Regions from separate parts of the Mus musculus genome. Here region 2 is linked to region 1. The links are chromatin contacts, called in public HiChIP or PLAC-seq maps. All regions are on one chromosome and are shown on one strand. The core of a region is the stretch at or near the end of the contact, and the rest is flanking DNA. Distances in the headings are between cores, read along the strand shown. Region 1 overlaps Glud1 (glutamate dehydrogenase 1). Region 2 has its middle 15 kb from the start of Syt15.

Region 1 (3,982 bases), core at 653-3,152:
TTAAAAACAAGCTAAGCTGTGTCTATGAGATCTATAATAAAACCTGGTTTCTAGAAGGAAAAGGACAACTATACCTAAGGTTTATAAAAGCAGGAGTTTCTTCAAGATCATTACTTAGTAGGTGTTTCACTCTATACAGAAATACATAGGGCAATACATACCAATAAAACCCTTCTTGGCCAGCTCCATAGTGAACCTCCGTGTAATTTTTTCTAATTCATTATCCTACAGAGAGAAACAAACAAACACACAGAGAAACACATTTTTGATATAAAGATCAAATGGAAAGAGGATTTTTTGTTTGTTTGCTTTTTGAGACAGGGTTTCTCTGTATAGCCCTGGCTGTCCTGGAACTCACTCTGTAGACCAGGCTAGCCTGGAACTCAGAAATCCGCCTGCCTCTGCCTCCCAAGTGCTGGGATTAAAGGCCTGCGCCACCCCCTTCCCTCACCTCCCCGGCTGGAAAGACACTCCCAGTACCACTTGTGGAGCAGGCACTTTTAGTTACTTTTTTTTTTCTTTTTTCTTAGGTATTTTCCTCATTTACATTTCCAATGCTTTCCCAAAAGTCCCCCATACCCTCCCCCCAACTCCCCTACCCACCCACTCCCACTTTTTGGCCCTGGCATTCCCCTGTACTGGGGCATATAAAGTTTGCAAGTCCAATGGGCCTCTCTTTCCAGTGATGGCCGACTAAGCCATCTTTTGATACATATACAGCTAGAGTCAAGAGCTCCGGGGTACTGGTTAGTTCATAATGTTGTTCCACCTATAGGGTTGCAGATCCCTTTAGCTCCTTGGGTACTTTCTCTAGCTCCTCCATTGGGGGCCCTGTGATCCATCCAATAGCTGACTGTGAGCATCCACTTCTGTGTTTGCTAGGCCCTGTCTAGTTACTTTTTTGAGCCATGGTTTTACTATGTAGCAGACTAGGCAGACCTGGAATTCACTATGTATCTCAGAAAAATGATTTTTCTTCCTTTCTTTTCTTTGTTTGTTTTTTGAGACAGAGTTTCTCTTTCTAGTCCTGACTGTCCTGGAACTCAGAGATCTGCCTACCTCAGCTTCCTAAATCCTGGGATTAAAGGCATGTACCACCACTGCCTGGTTAAAAAAAATAATAAAATAAAAAAGATTTCAAAAGGCCTGCTTGGACTACAGAGAATTCAAGGCAACCCCGTGAAGCCCTGTCTCAGTATAAAAAGTAAAGAGAGGGTTGGGGAGATACAGCTCAACGGGAGAGCATCTGCCTAGCATGTGAGGACTAGAGTCTTGGTTCAGAGAAGGCATGACTGAGGGAGTCTTACTGGCTGGCCTTGAACTTGCTATCTAGTCTAGACTGGCTATGAACTTAGAGATCCACCTACACCTGCCAGACGTGGTGTTTGTAACTCCATCACTGGGAATACCGAGGCAAAAGAATGTGGAAACAAATAAGGCTATATAGGTATAGGCTATAAAGGGAAACTTTGTCTAAAATGTGTATGTGTGTGTGCATAATGCAGAACATGACAGTGCGTCCTGCAATCCCAGTACCTAGGAGGTAAAAGAAGCCATCCTAGGGTGAGTACACACACACACACACACACACACACACACACACACAAGTACCAGGTCAGCCAGGGCTTCAAAGTAATAACATCCTCAATCCCCCCTCTTTTCGGTTTCTGTCGTTCTCTCTCATACACTCACACAAAACAGTTATAACTATATGGATCCTGAGGTGGTTTCAATAGGGATGGCCCCTATAGACTCATGTGTTTGAATGCTTGGCCCATAGGGAATGGCACTATTACGGAGGTGTGGCCTTGTTGGAGGAAGTGTGTCACTGTGGAGGCGGGGTTTGAAGTTTTCTATGCTCAAGCTGGGCCTAGTGTGGCAGTCTCTTGCTGACTGTGAATCAGGATGTAGACCTCAGCTTCTTCTGCAGCACCATGTCTGCCTGCATGCTGCCATGCTTCCTGCCATGTTGACAATGGACTAAACCACTGAAACTGTTAGCTAGCCCAATTAAATGTCTTCCTTTATAAAAGCTGCTGGGGTCAAGGTGTCTCTTCATAGCAGTAAAACCCTAGGGCAGACTCCATGGGTCATCCTATACTTTCATTTAAATGTAAAGTTTTAACATGGGTGTGGCGGCTGTGCCTGTAACCCTAAGTCTCAGGAGGACAGCTGAGAATGAGGTCAATCTGGGTTAGGTCGTGAATCCCTATCTCAAAAACAAAACAAGATCACATGCAAAAAGGGAGACAGAGTTGGGGTTTAACACAGATGCTTAATATAGGCATAAGGGTTAAGAGAGCAGCAGTTAAAAAAGAGAAGACATATATATCCAAGTGCGTGGGTGTGGGCTTCTTGAAAGGGTTACAGAGATAAACAAGACACCCAAGTATGGGTGACAGTGTGTTCAAGGAGTCATCAAATGGTGAATTTCAGAGAATGAAACCACACAACTAACTACTGTAGCAACCAGTTTTAACTAACTTGGAACTAACAGAATAAACATGATTTTTACTAGATAAGTTGTTTGTTGCTAGAATAAAACCTTGGTATTAAAACTTAAGATCAAAATCTTATTCATGTTTTAATTTTTAGTTTTCCAAGACAGGACTTCTCTGGTAGCCCTAGCTATTCTGGAACTTACTATGTAGATCAAGCTATCCTTGAACTCAGAGATCTGCCTGCCTCTGCCACCTGAGTGCTTGGATTAAAAGTGTGTGCCATCATGCTGGGCACAAAACTTAAGATCAAAACTTTTAAAAATTAAAAAATTTAGATGTATGTCACGGACTCTGGTGGAGTCAGCTTGTGAGGCAGAAATGCCAAAAAGCTGCTCATGAGAAATGAATTTCTAGGACTCTCCTCCTGGATATTCTGGCGAAAGCCAACTCTCCAGTTTGGATCGGTTTGTCAGGCGAAAAGCCTGGAAGCTGTTTTACGAGGATAAGAGTCCAGGGAAATTTTCCTCCCAGAGTTATGGCATCTCTTACCCTAACCCATTATATTCAAATTTCCACCACATTAATCTAGTGTATAGATTCACGTGCACTCTATTAAGCATCACCTTATAGTAAATGCCTTTTAAGATTGTATTCTAACATAGCTAAAGCCTTTTCCCAGTGTTCTTAGATTCCAGATAGCAGCAAGGAGCTTAACCCATTTAGTAAACAATTAAGCACTTGCCATTTTACTCAGCTGTTTACAGATAGAGACTAAAAGTCTCACTGAGATAGAAATCTTTTACTACAGGCTACTTCCATGTCAAGTATAAGTTGATATACTACCCTGATAAGGGGAAACTCTCCAGACAAGATAAGTTTTATTAGACCTAAGAATTTAGAGCTCTGTGATAGCACATTACTCTTAAGGCCTGTCAAGAGTTAACAACCCCCTGATGCTTTTAACCTTAAAGTGTGAAATTCTTGCCTGGCATTAGGCTGATCCAAAGGCAGGGCTTGTTATCCCTAATGTAAACATTTAATTAGTCCCTGTAAATTCCTTTCTGCTGTAACTGGTGAATTTCAGTGTATCTTGTCTTTTTGTGATTTGTATCCTCTGATAATTCGTTGTAATATAAGTCTGAAGCTCAACCAGAACATTACATTCAGATTCAACACATCTTTCGTGTATCTGTCTGTCATTTTCATCCGGAATCTTTGTCCATCTGCCTAAGAAATCCCGTTCTTCACAGACCAGGGACCCAGATTGTCTGTGGCAGATGTAAATGTCTATTAACATGAGAAGCACAGCCATCAACAGCAAGCAAGTGTGGCAAGATACATTAGGAAATTTACAGCTGAGTCAACCATTAGCTGTTTTCCAATTCCTCCAGGAAAGCAATGGCACCATTAACCTCACTGGCATGAGGAGCACAACTTTAGGCCCTACATGGACAGTGCCAGCTGGATACTTACTGTATAGTTCTTGGGGTTGATCTTAACGCCTGCTTTAGCACCTCCAAACGGTACATCTGAGAGAGAAT
Region 2 (3,743 bases), core at 681-3,180, 89 kb after region 1:
TACCACCTTTTCATCTTTAGCAGGAGACTTCAGGAGAGATTCCAATTCCTTGGCACCGATTGTCTCAGTATAGCCAAAGGGAGGGGCACAAATGCTTCTATTTAGAGTACTGGGACTCCTGCCATGATATTTAAGTTAATTGACTGAATTAGTATCATGAAAATGGCTGTAGCCCTGAAAGCAAGCTACAATATTCAATGTAGTTCTTAGCACAATCCCAGTGAGTTTCTTCTCAGAAATAGAAAAAACAATCCTCAAATTCCTGTGGAACAAAAGCACCCTTGAGCAGAGCCTCCCCTGAGGACAGAGAGCACAGCGTCTGATTTCAGACACTTTCACAGAGCCACAATGACAATAACAGACAGACGTGTGGATGAAGGGAATGAAATAGAGGGTGCAGAACTCACCCCTGGCAGGTATGATGGAGCAGTGCCAGGCCATACACCAGTGTGTGTGGCATTCGTGTCAACAAGTGGTCCTGGGAAAACCACGTGAGAATTCTCTCATCCACTACAGAAGGCATTCAAAATGGATCAATACTTCTAAGATCTGAAACTTTGACACTACTACCAGAAAACACAAGGAAAATACTTCTAAGATAGAGACACAAGCAAGGACTTCCTGGCACCTTCGGACTGGTGTGGCTGTAGAAGGCAGAGCCTCATGGAAAGGACTCCAGTAGCTCAGGAAATAAGATCAAGAACTGGCAAATGGAACTGCAGATAACTTTAAAACTTCTGCGAAGCACAGAGAAAAGAGACAGCATACAGGTCAGGAGAGAAACCGTCAGCTGTGTTTTACTATCTAGAACAGAGAACAACAAACAAAATCAACAAATGACAAGCAGTTCTCAAAAGGAGTACAAGTGAGCTGGGGGTGGGGGTGGCCCTTGCCTTTAATCTCAGTACTCAGAAGGCAGAGGCAGGAGGATCTCTGTGAGTTCGAGGCCAGCCTGGTCTAGAGTTCCAGGACATCCAAGTAGTTTCTAAGTCTATGAAGAAAATATCCAACATCTCTAGCCCTCAGGGACAGGCAAATAAAAACTATACTCAAAGTCCTCCATCCCAACCAAAGGAGACAAACTGCAAATATTGGTGAGAATGTAGGGAAAGAGGAATCCTTACACACCAGGTAACAGCTCCAAACTACAGAGTCCACAAGCAGTAAATGGATAACAGACAGCACCATGCCATTCACAGGAGGGTGTGTAGCCCTGACACACAAGAAGAGTCATGCTCAAAGGACAGTATGAAGAGGGCAAACAAACTAGCATACACCTTTTCTCATTCCTTAGCTAATGTGTAATGCTGTACATTGTACATCACAGATATTTAGATGGTATGCGCCTATAGATTATATAGTGCTTGATCAGGTGTAGCAATCAGAGAGGAAGAGGTGGTGCTTGGGAAGGGCCACCCCGGATATTGGCTTTTGTGGCCTGCTGGCTCTAGATCTAACCTTCCCCACTTGCTCTGAGGTAACAGCCATTCTAGTGAGTGGCCATAGCGTGGCCACCATGATGCTAAACACTAGAGGGCAGTGGAGACATACCACAGAAGGCCGGGCTGCTATCCTAGGTTGAGCTGGAAGCCACACCTCTGAGTCACGTGTCTACTCCCTCCTGCCCTGGACACAGTGCGCTAGGCTGGGTCCCTTGGCAGACCACCTTTGCTCGCTCACTCCTGCCTGAAAGATTGTCAGTCAGCAAACTAATGCAAGCTCAAACCGAGAGAGCCAAGGTGGTTATTTGCCTGATTTCACTCCTCCTCATTACTGACAAATGGTTAATTTACACAGAAACATGGGAGGGATGGAGAAGTTTAAGGAGGAAGAAGGGAAGATTTTATTTTCCACGCACCCTGACTGCAAAGTACCACAGTTCTGCGCTCTGATGAGAGGGAATACCGACAGCATCTCGGACCCCTGGAGTCTGATTCCAGCTCCAGAGCTGCTCTCTTGCTGCGGGGGACTGGGAGGCAGCGTGTCCTCCTTCCTGCTCTGCTAATGGGAGGGATCTCTCCTGGGCTCGGGTGCTGCCTTATCCCGCTGATGTACAAAACCTTATTCAATTCCCAAGAGATTGTTCCTTCCTCCTTTCCGCAGTGAAGCACAATTCCTTAAAGCAAACAGTGATTCAGGCAAACCATTCCTTCCATAGAAAGTATTAGTGGAGTATAATGGTCAAGTATTACAGTCTGGTTTTAAAATTGCATGCTAAACTCAATTAAGAGATTTGTCAATTATGTTGAAGGAGCTGAGCTTATGGAATCTAATCAGTGAATTATTTCATTATATTTTTCTAATTAACTCTTCAGACTCTCTTATCAGGTTGCTAGCTTCTCCCTGCTCCTTGGATTAAAAACTTAGAACAAGTGCCATGACTTCTTTCCCTCCCCTCCCCTCCCCTCCCCTTCCCTCCCCTCCCCTTCCCTCCCCTCCCCTTCCCTCCCCTCCCCTTCCCTCCCCTCCCCTCCTCTCCTCTCCCCTTCCCTTTCCTCTTTTCTCAGTATTGTGACTGCTTTGATCACCATGAGCAGTAAGTAAATTAAGTAGAATTCCTCTAGTAGTGTCTGGTTCCACAGGTAGACTGTCCACACTTCCAGCATTCAGCTATAGCTAACTCACTGCCTGGGTCCTATTGCTCCGTCTTGTGCTTCTGTCCATCCTTCCCCTCCCCCACCTCCCCCCACCACACCCCTTTCTCAGGTGCTTGGTCACCCCAGCCGGAGCCTGAATGTGGCAAGGAGGAAGATCTCCTGAGGGGCAGGAACCTCGAGCTGCAGAACTTCCAGGACCTCCCTTTAGTGAGGTCTCCCCACCACTCCATGACCGACCTTGGTTTGCTACAGTGTTTGTTGCAGCAACACCATTCAAATCCCTTACAGCAGGGGATTGCCTTTGTCTGGAAAAGGAAGTCAGTTTTGAAAATTTATTCCTCCAACTCTTTTTAAAATTAATTTATTATTATAATTAAGTACACTGTAGCTGTCTTCAGACACACCAGAAGAGGGTGTCAGATCTCATTATGGGTGGTTGTGAGCCACCATATAGTTGCCAGGAATTGAACTCAGGACGTTCGGAAGAGCAGTCAGGGCTCTTACCCGCTGAGCCATTTTGCCAACCCAGTTTTTCCAACTCTTATGAACAGAATTCTGGGTAAATTCCAATTGTGAAGTGCTCAAGGGAGACCAGAAAGTAGCAAGAAAGTGAAAAATAATCTCCCTTCCTCTGCTAATTATCCTCTGACAGTGATGAGCACAGGCTGCTCATGGCTCTTGAAGTAATTTGGGCAGACATTCCACACAGAAAAGTAAGAAAAGCATAATTGACAAATGACTGCACAAATTACAACACATCATTATGGGATGCCAAATTGGCAGCCATGACACCAAGGCCAGTAGGCAGCTTCAGGAAGTGCTCTCCCCCAGAGATGCTCCTTCAGGAGAGCACAGGCCCCTGGGGCTGCCTCACATCGCCCCTCAAATTCTTCACCCCTCCCTGGAGCTGTGCCCACTGTTGTGTAGCTTTGCCAAAAAGGCACGTCTACTTCTCTGACCCTGGATTTTCAGCTTGGCCATATGGCTTGCTTTGGCCCAGGGATATCTAGGGGCACCATACAAGCAGAAGACAAAAAACATGCTCTCCTATGCTTCTGCCTCCATCTCGACAGGCGCTGTCCCTGGGTAGCTGGTGGTCAGTGTGAACAGTCATGGCACTGCTCTGGTAAGGATCCCCCAGCCCAT

What was found. HiChIP or PLAC-seq counts read pairs in DNA pulled down with a chosen protein or histone mark.
Region 2: a contact with region 1 is called in an H3K27ac HiChIP or PLAC-seq map of embryonic stem cells, with 7 read pairs. The contact joins two enhancer-like sites. A contact is called at or near these places in 3 of 39 promoter capture datasets (3T3-L1-derived adipocytes, liver and macrophages), 2 of 484 Hi-C or Micro-C datasets (both in liver), 4 of 115 datasets of contacts at active chromatin or transcription factors (the SCID.adh cell line, embryonic stem cells and epiblast stem cells) and 3 of 9 other capture datasets (adipose tissue, liver and pancreatic islet).

Annotation. Positions count from the first base shown.
Region 1 is chr14:34,321,756-34,325,737 of GRCm38.p6, reverse strand. Glud1 (glutamate dehydrogenase 1) reads right to left here. Exons shown (of 13, transcript NM_008133.4): 3 at 3,915-3,970; 4 at 162-225. Among named protein-coding and RNA genes, the nearest start is that of Glud1, 13 kb to the right of the region's middle. Within about 2 kb of position 1,902, at least 6 of the 459 cell types and tissues checked have an H3K27ac peak or open chromatin away from gene starts, as enhancers often do. A contact at or near this core is called in embryonic stem cells, where this site is marked.
Region 2 is chr14:34,233,023-34,236,765 of GRCm38.p6, reverse strand. No RefSeq gene overlaps it. Among named protein-coding and RNA genes, the nearest start is that of Syt15, 15 kb to the right of the region's middle. Within about 2 kb of position 1,930, at least 45 of the 459 cell types and tissues checked have an H3K27ac peak or open chromatin away from gene starts, as enhancers often do. A contact at or near this core is called in embryonic stem cells, where this site is marked.